Linked DNA regions of Xenopus laevis: region 1 is linked to region 2. Evidence: chromatin contacts called from public Hi-C data. All regions are on one chromosome and are shown on one strand. The core of a region is the stretch at or near the end of the contact, and the rest is flanking DNA. Distances in the headings are between cores, read along the strand shown. Region 1 overlaps slc43a2.S (solute carrier family 43 (amino acid system L transporter), member 2 S homeolog). Region 2 holds the start of slc43a2.S (solute carrier family 43 (amino acid system L transporter), member 2 S homeolog).

What was found. A called contact is a pair of places that touch in the nucleus more often than the background predicts.
Region 1: a Hi-C map of the XTC cell line shows a contact between it and region 2, with 1.9 times the contacts expected there. The contact joins the enhancer-like site here to the promoter of slc43a2.S in region 2. A contact is called at or near these places in 2 of 4 Hi-C or Micro-C datasets (the XL177 cell line and the XTC cell line).

Annotation. Positions count from the first base shown.
Region 1 is chr2S:36,282,596-36,287,561 of Xenopus_laevis_v10.1, forward strand. All of the region lies in intron 9 of slc43a2.S (solute carrier family 43 (amino acid system L transporter), member 2 S homeolog), which reads left to right. Among protein-coding and RNA genes, the nearest start is that of slc43a2.S, 35 kb to the left of the region's middle. Within about 2 kb of position 1,261, at least 1 of the 7 cell types and tissues checked has an H3K27ac peak or open chromatin away from gene starts, as enhancers often do.
Region 2 is chr2S:36,247,815-36,252,715 of Xenopus_laevis_v10.1, forward strand. It overlaps slc43a2.S (solute carrier family 43 (amino acid system L transporter), member 2 S homeolog), which reads left to right and starts at 1,935. Exons shown (of 14, transcript NM_001097830.1): 1 at 1,935-2,077.

The sequences.
Region 1 (4,966 bases), core at 11-2,510, 34 kb after region 2:
TATCTCTTTAATATAATAAATATCTGAATGAAATCATGAATCAGTGGGGTTATTTAGACAAGCTGTTTGTTGACAGAGTCTTGAGATCTACTGATCACCAGCTTAAGCTGGCCATAGATGTACAGATTTTTATCGTTAGACCAAGTTTATCTTGAAACGATCATCTAAATGTACGATGTCCATCAACTAAAAAGACCATTCAAGCTTTGTTGTCTAGTTGAAGCCCTGCAAACAATTGGACAATAGATAGATTTCACTGTGACCGATGAAAATTTTCTAACCTGCCCGCTCAATTTTCTGACTGATGTCGAACAAAAAAGCATTAGATGCATGATCGTTCCATTCCCACTAAGGGTTAGTTCACACGAGGAGATTCGGGGAGACTTTGTCGCTTGGCGACTAATCGCCTCTTCTTCTGTGCGACAATGTCCCCGAACTGCCTCAGCGTGTCTTCCCATAGGTTATAATGAAGAGTCGCCTGCGCTAAAGCACACACGGTGCTTCATTTTCTGTAGTCACCCGAAGTTGCCTCACTGAGGAAACTTCGGAAAACGCAGTGCCGCGTGTGCTTTAATGCACAAAATCTCGCCAAATCTCTTTGTGTGAACTAACCCTAACCTCACGATACTTTGTTAGGGTTAGGATAATTTGGTTGGATTTCACTAAAATCGGTTGTTCAAAGAAAAATCTTTGCATCTATGGGGGCCTTAAAGGTCTACTGGTACATCCCAATCTACCTTTTGGGCGACCCTGCTCCTATGCCTGTCATGACAGGACAAATCCATGGTCACAGATGCAGGAATTTCAGAATCCTAAACCGCTTTTCTATGGCAAAAAAAAAGTCTATGTTTTTGCATTTTTAACAGAGCCTAATAATTGAGGAATGTGAAAAAAACACATTGACATTTTCACTAAGATTGCAGCTTGTCAGTCGTATAATTGATTCAAGTGCCTTGAAATGAACACATGCCTCAGAATGGAATGACTTGTTTATGCAGATCTTTTCACAAAGAATCATTTGACTCTGCACTGCCCCCAAACGTGGAAATTATTTTTAGCAAGGTAGAAAAAAAGATTTCACATGCTGATCACCTCAGTTACCAACATCCTGCATTGCAAAATGCTTTGTGGCAGAAGTTCATTCAGTATAATCCAGTCTGAACCTGCTTCATCGAGAGCACTGAACTAGCGAGCAGAGAGTCGTTATGAGACTTCAGTTCACTGATTACTATAAGTGTGGGGGCGGTGTAGAGCCGGGAAACCACTTTCACAAACGCACATGCTTGCGGGGGAGGCAAACCCTGTACCTGAAATATGTCACTGAGAAAATGGGCTCAGAAATGGGTTTTTTTTAGCCTTGGTTGTTATGTGACAGATTGAATGCATATCCAGGCCTGGACTGGCAATCTGTAAATTCTGCCAAATGCAACAGAGGTTGCTGGAAGATGCCACAGACAGACATTATTTATTGGGTCTGTGGGGGCTGTCTGGGCCTCTGTGTACCTGAAATGTCAGGGCCTATTTTAAATCTCCGTCGGTGTTACTACATTTGGCCTTTATCTGATTGTTAATGATATGTTATATATATCATTACAGTGTATGGTGTATTTTTCCCGCTTTTTCTTCCTCTATGGCTGCTGGATCACATAATACCTGCTCAGTAGCCTTGCTTTCATGAGTCACTGTTGCATACTATGCTATACTTTTATGGTATATTCTCTACGCTTATTCACACATACCTGAAAGATGAGGTGGATTCCTCCTAACTCGCTTTTTACTCACCTTGACATGCCTTAGTTATTATCAAGTGCAGTTAATTTATTGTTATTAAAGAAACAGAAGTTAGCAAGTCAATCAAAAATAAGAAATAGTTTTTCTAAATGAGCAGTGCTGTATTTCAGAGCTTTCTGGATAACTGATTTCTGTATAATAGATCCCATACCTGTAGTTAAAGGATTGGGCTTACTGATCGGGCAGAATAGATAGAGGTAGGGTTTCCAGCTGTGTGGGTTTCAACTGGACATCTCCATTTGTCAAAGGGCTGTCTGTTAAAAACTGCCATCATGCCCACCCCAAGATCACTGATCCACCCTCATTGCTATCTGCCATTCACCATATTGTTCGGGTTTAGCCACCGGCAAATGCCCCTAACTCTTTACTTAGCCCTCCATGCAGATAATGTCCAGCGGAATTCATGGGCACCATCTTCAGCTGCTTCGGTAATCTTCAGAATGAGACCGGCGCTTCGGCAATTTTCGTGAGTTTCGGCACATGCATTGTTGTCGGGAAACAGAAACTTGCTCCAACTGCGCATGAGCTGCCATGCCAGCCTCATTCCTAAGATTACCGAAGAAAAGAAGATGGCGCCCGTGAACTCTGTTGGACAGAATCTGCACGGGGGGGGAGGGTTCTTTATATTAAGGGTTTGTTTCTCCTTTAAGCAGTATCACTCACAGTGTTTTATTAGCAAGATTTTCATTGTGTAGCTTTATGTTTATCAGGAGCAAACACAACATCCTGTTGCATTAATATTATTTGTATTAGCCTGTGCATAGTTTAGATCTTGTTTTATATCTTTATGTATTTATGTGCCCCTCGCTCTTAAGCCAATTATGTATATCTGCAAAAAGGGACTTATAGGAACAGTAACACCAACAAAATTACACTGTTTTAAAGTACTAATCACACACTTGCAACAAACTTGGGTGAAATGTATCTAGACACATTTCCCCATGTAGTTACCAGCAAACCAGTTCAGATAATGATTGTTACAATGTTGCTAAAAGTAACCTTTAATTAAAGTTGCAATAAAGCATGTTGCCCATAAACACAGAGACTCACTGCTCTTTAAATTCAGAGCAGTGCAGGACCTTGTCCTTAAAAATACAAATAATTAATAACCGCATATGGTGGATTGGTGGAAGCTCTATTAAATAGTAATATATAGTGAATAAAGTACCCCCTCTTGTAAAATATAAGGATATTATAAGTTACCGAGGAGTTTCATGACCATATAAAAACACGAGGCCGAAGGCCGAGTGTTTTTATACAGGTCATGGAACTCCGAGGTAACTTCTAATATCCTCATATTCTGCAACTGGGGGTACTTTATTTATTATAATACACAAATTTCAGTGAGTCATGTGACAGAAATGACATCAGAACTCACCGTTTATAACTGATGACATCAGAACTCACCGTTTATAAGGATATAATTTACAAGATATTCATGGCTTTTGTGTATTATATATTAATTAATTCCCGTACACGGTTGCTAGTAATGTTGAAGTCAGTAACAAGCGATACCTGTTCCCTCCCTTCTAACGTTCCCATACGCGCAAAACCTGCCTAACTACGTGGGGAATCAGTGGGAGCTACTCTCACCACCGTCCACGTATGTTGCCCTACGCGTTTCGCTGACTGCTCAGCTGAGGAATGGTAACTACATGGGGAAGTGTGTTTAGAAACATTTCACCCAAGTTTGTTGCAAGTGTGTGATTAGCAGGTTATATAGATTTGGCTTACTTGTGGATATATGATTGTTGTAGCAACTTGTTTGCTTGAATTGCTAGGTGATAGTGTTTTAAAGTAATGAAAATATCATGTAGTGATGCCCTGCACTGGTAAAACTGATCTGTTTGCTTCAGAAACACTACTATTGTTCATATAAACAAGCTGCTGTGTAGCAATGGCGGAAATTGAAAAAAGTCTATATGGCACAGGTTAAATAGTGGATAACGGATAACACCATTATGTTCTACAGAGCTTATCTGCCATCTGCTTTGTAACTTGAGCCTTTTCTACTTTGAATAGCTGCCCCCATTGCTACACAGCAGCTTATTTATATAAACAATAGTAGTGTTTCTGAAGCAAACACAGCAGTTCTACCAGAGCAGGGCAACACTGCAATATACAGTATTTTTTGATGTTACTGTTGCTTTAATCTAAAAAATGTTCCTAAACAAAGGAGGATTGTGAAGGGCAAAGTTAGTGGAAAGAAGTTGTTTTTTTGAATAGCTGTCCTATGGCAACTTCTGCCCAGCTAAATGTGAACACTAGAGGTGCTGTTACTTTGATGGTTATATAAAATGTCTAATAAGAATGATGGCCTTTTTTCACTTTGAAGTATAAAAGTATTTCCACGGGGAAACCTGTGATGGTTAAACACGAAGTCTGTGGGAAAACCTGGCACTGAATTTATTCTGGGCCTATGTGTAAAAACACATTAATATCCTGCAGTGTCTAGAACAGCATAACCCATAAAGCTGCCTAGTACCTCTTAACACTGTGCATGTTAATATTATCCATCTTACCATAAATGGGTACCCAAAATGTACGAATTTATTTGTAAGAAAAACAAAAACAAACAGTGGATACCGATTCAGTTTTACACTTTCAAACAATACTCAGATGAATTCAGTCACCACTGCTCCCTGGCAATATATTTGTGCTGATAAGAATTGGGTTTCACTTCCAGTTATGAAAAGCTGCTTATTCAGCACCACTCACCAGCACAGGACAAAAAGCTCATACTTTGTTTCTCGCTCTGAGAAGCTCTATCCAGTTCCTTCTAACCATATTAAGTAATCCCTATTGCTTCATTTGCTAGGCTTTTTCCAAGATTTGTGAACTGTCATATATTGGCAGATGTGTGCTAACTAATCTATTTTCTATTGCTCTATCACATGCTGCCCCTTCTTTTGGCCAACACAGTGATGCACACGAGTAAGCCTGGGTAATACAGTAACTGCTACCTTTTTTGCACTAGCAGCTGATCAGAATGAAAGAGAAATTCCCTTCTTAGGGGAATAATTGACATGTTTCATTTATACATCCTCATAAAAAAGAACATGCATAAACACTTTTGCCCCCAATAAAAATAAAACAAAGCAATGGCACTCAATTACACTGAATCTAGTCCAAAGAGTGTCAATGTGTGGGTGTTTTCATAACTTACAATAGCTAC
Region 2 (4,901 bases), core at 685-3,184:
ATGAACCAATCCCTATTGCCCCAGTCCCAATAATGAAAAATGTTATGAAAATTTGAGCGAATAAAAGGGAGGCGATGAAGGCAATGAACGCAGGGGCGCTCGGGCAATAAGGCAGCCTGAGGTGCTCGCCTCAGGCAGCAGCGCCAGGTACATTTCCAGGGGCGGCAAAAAGCCGCTACTGTACTTTTAAGAGCCGAATTTCCGGTTTTGAAACCGGAAATTCGGCTTTACTAGTGCGGGAGAGCGCAGTTGCTGTGCAGTGTTCCTGCCTCGGAATGCCTCCCCTGCAGATGGGTAAGCCGGCAAAGGGGGACAGCATTTTGAGGAGCTGCCTCAGGCGGCTTCTTCACCGGAATCGCCGCTGAACGAACGACAGCGGGCCTAGGGGAGCCCACTTTGTAAATCCAGCCCTGCAGATTATACATAATTCTGTCCACAATTTGAGAGAAGAGCTGAAATGTTGCTGTGACCCACGATTGGGGAGAAACAAGGGATTGTGGTAGAGTCCTGCAGCGGGTTGGGTACCTGCGGGTTACCTGCAAAAAAAGCAGGGGAAGATATTCAGGTGCGGGTATAGCCGTGGGTCTGATCTAAATTTCTTATTTTATGTAATATTGTCTTCATTTTACAAAACGTGTTTCTGTCCCCGCCCACTTTTGCAGCACCACCACTTCCTGTTTGATGATGGTCGGCGGGTCGGGTTTGCGGATATGGCAGTTGCGGGTCCGGATCGGGTAGCGGATTAAATGGGAAAATATGTGGGTTGCAGTTCGGGTCGTGGGCTGTGGGTTCGAATCTTAGAAATTGGTTCCGCGCAGGACTCTAGATTGTGGCAGTTGCAGGGTGCCATTTCTGCACAAATACAATGGCTGTCTTCAGCTATAAAACAATCCAAAACAGCAAAGTGTGACAATGACACTAAAGGGCAGGGTCGGACTGGGGGGCCCAGGGCTCACCGGGACTTATGTCCAGGGCCCCCTCCGAACCCCTGCCGACCCCCCGCCCCCTTACTATGATGCGCAAGCGCGCATTGATACAGACGCCGCTTGGCGCACCTGAGTGAAGGTGCCGCTCCTAAATCAGTTGGTGCCACACACATGCACAGATGGCGCTGCGCATAAAAAAACTTTTTTTCCCCGAATCCGATTGGGAGAGGGGACTGGCTCATTTAGGGTCGGGGCACACCGGGTTTTTTCCCGGTGTCCCGCCGGGCCAGTACGACACTGCTACAGGGCGCGCAAAATAGTTAATTCACAGACATTTTATACAGAATCAGCAGCGTGCTGAGGTTTATTGTTGCGCCGGTAAGACTGCAGCAGGCAATATACAGAGATATATTTATCAAAGAGTGACGTAAGAGTCCGCAGAGAGAAATACCGCCTCACTCCATTCATTTCTATGGGGTTTTTAAAGGCTTATTTATCAAAGGGTGAACTATTACTATGACCCTTTGATAAATACGCAGTTAAAAATCCCATAGAGACAATTTCACTCTGAGGACTGTGGAGATCTCTAACGTCACTCTTTCATAAATCTACCCCATAGTGCGTAGCTACTGGCTGGCTAACGAGTCATTTATTTCTTTGTGTGGTGTTTTGTTTCCTCTCAGTGTAAACGGCGCAAAGCCTTGCCATCTTTATTCCTCGCTCGATATAATATCCCCACAATCCTGAACCCACAGGTTTATAGCAGCCGGCAGTTTGAGGGCTCCTCACCAGCGCAGCGCGCACTAAGATCTGAAAGAAGGAAAGCTACTCACACGGTTTTATTAATCACTGTTATCCGTCGATTTCCCCATCTCTGTCAACTCGTTACCCAATTGGTTCAATTCTGTCTCTATCCCCATCGCGGCCAATCAGAGAGCGGCAATGTTTTTCAGCGCTGCCCCACAATAAAAAGGACCTGGATAAAGACATGAGAAAGCAAGTTGGACGGGCCCGTGAGGAAGAAGAGGCTGCGGCACCGGGACTGACCCGTGCCAAGAGAAAGTCAACATCAGGCAGCCTCCCTGGGACCCGGACCGACCCAGTCAGCAAGAAGTCAAACTAGAAGCATCAGTGTGGGGACTTGTCATCAGGTAAATAATAAGGGCAGTAAGGTATGAAGATCAGTGTATTGAGGAGGGACAGGCAGAGCCCCTAGTAATGGTCAGTGTGAATCAGATGGGGGAAGTGTCCGAGACAAAAGAGTCTCCTTTGTACTGACACACAACAGCTGTTCCACTACAGCCCCCAGCAAGTCGCTTCTATAATTCTAGCAGAACTACTACAGTCACCTTCATACTTGTACTGGCCACTAATAGTGATGCCCAACTTGTTCCGCTCTCTCAGCTGTACACAGATGGTCTTTGTCTTCCAGGGGAGTCTGGGATTTGTAGTTTAACAGCTGCCAGTGTAATGCTTTACTGTACAGAAAAGAGCTGTTGTGTTTCATGACAATGGCCTTTGGGAGCAAGTGTGTCACACTGGGGGAACATTTTCTGGGCTACACTTTCACCATAGATGGGGATTTCAGTGCCAATAGGTGTGATGGCTCATGTGTTAGTGATGGAGGCAGTTATATTTCATGCCGGTGTTAGTGATGGAGGCAGTTATATTTCATACCCGTGTTAGTGATGGGGGCAGTTGTGATATTTCATGCCGTGTTAGTGATGGGGGCAGTCAGTGTCAAACTGGCCCACAGGGATACCAGGAAAACTCACGGTGGGCCCAGGTGTCACTGGGCCATCTTGCTTCTAACCATTTAGACTATATCATTGTCATTCCCTATATTTTTTATGGGAAAAAAGAGGCTTAATAATGGAAGAAAAGAGTATAGAATGTTGATATAAAAGACTAGGATAATAAAGTAGAGGAGGAATAATAGTTCGGAAAGTGGCCCCACGGTCTTGTGGGCCCCTGGCATTTCAGTCCGACACTGGTGGCTTTTGTGACAATTCATGCCGTGTTAGTGAAGGGGGCAGTTATATTTTATGCCGGTGTTAGTGATGGGGGCAGTTATATTTCATACCGGTGTTAGTGAAGGGGGCAGTCAGGGCTGGTCCTATCAAATGTGGGGCCCAATTGGGACCATGTTGGCGGGGCCCCTAGACAAAGTGTTGCTGGCTACTGACACAGCAAGTATTTAGGAAAATAAGGGCATACAGGCACAAAATAGAAAGGAAAGGGGCAGTGCGGGGCCCCCAGAGGTGCGGGGCCCAATTGGCCTAAGGCCGGCCCTGGGGGCAGTTATATTTCATGCCGGTGTTAGTGAAGGGGGCAGTTATATTTCATGCCGGTGTTAGTGATGGGGGCATTTATATTTCATGCCGGTGTTAGTGATGGGGGCAGTTATATTTCATACCGGTGTTAGTGAAGGGGGCAGTTATATTTCATGCCGGTGTTAGTGATGGGGGCAGTTATATTTCATGCCGGTGTTAGTGATGGGGACAGCTGCCAGTAGAGTTGTGGGTTTATTACATTGGCAGGATTACTAAGTATTGTGATATGATAAGACACTTTTATTTGGGCTGGTGCCATAGTGTTGAGATACAGGGTCTTTATAGAAAAGCGCAATAAGCGGAAAATGCCCCATTGCTTGAGCTACGACTCCTCCCTGGCGGCTGATGTGGATGATGCCGGTCCGTATATCATGTATTGTGACACTGGGATGCTTATTATTGAAGTGGAGCTGTAGTACAGGCAGAGCAGTTGTATGTAGCAGCTAAGTCCACTGTTAGCGCCTTGCTATTGCGCCGGGGAGCGCTAGCTGGCCTGACATTAGCACTGAGCTGTGGGTAGCGCTAGGTGCACTTCTAAGCGACGTATTTGTTCCCTTTGCGCGGGCACATGTCATATCCCCCGGCCCACGTCGCCATTGCCTGATAGTTGCTCCCCACTTCCGACCATTGCTCCTCCGTCTCTCCCTGACAGCAGCCTCAGGTGAGTTTGTGCCGGTGGGCAACTACATGACCGCTGCATACATTCAGCCTCTGTGACGGCTCCGGTAACTATTCAGCCCTCACAACCCACCCCCAGCCCTCGCACTGCCCTGTCCCATCTCCCTCCTCCTCCGCCCGCTGGGCTCGCGCTTCTTCCGGCACCTTCACGCGCTTATGAGCTACAAGAGTCGCATCCTCGCGCCTGCTGGTTCAAACCGGCTTTCTCCTGACATCTGATTTCATCGCTCCCTCAGACTGATACTTTAGCCAATAGAGCGCGAGTACCGGGACATGCTACGACCAATTAGAGACTAGAGGCGGGGCCTTTACTCTAGGAACGCGCTTATTGCCTGCTTGGTTGAAAACAATCTGCAGGCTGTCAATGTATTGATTTTTCTGTTTGTTTTTCGTGTTCGGAAGGTTTACAGCAGAAGCAGCTTCATTTGATTAATAAAAGAATGACATATGATTATAAAGATACTCAGTGTATTTTCTGGAATGGTTAACCCGTAACATCAGCGCCTCAAAAACTGACGCAGTATAAGGTTTATCTTAAAGACGCAGTAACACCCGGAAATGTATATGAGTGGGGGTTGTTGTTGTTACGACAACAGAACAATAAGAGCGCATAGTAAACACACATCGATAGAAGATTTGACGTGTTTAAAAGACACAATTTTTACTTGTACAGACTATTACTATATGGCAATGCCATTCCAAGACAAATGACTTATTTAATTTACATAAATCTAATTTATTTTTACTGTAGTTTGCCTGAATAAAAAAGAATACTTAAGCACTGGATAACAAAAGGAATTACTGTATAATACGACATGTATGATATGACAGGGCAGTGCAGAAAAGATTCCTTTGCCTTATTATTAATGTTGTATAAAAAAAACAAAAATAGATCAGTTGAAAATATAGCGACACCTCTAATAAATGCATGCTGCAGGGCTTTGCATTTCATATAAATTGCAAA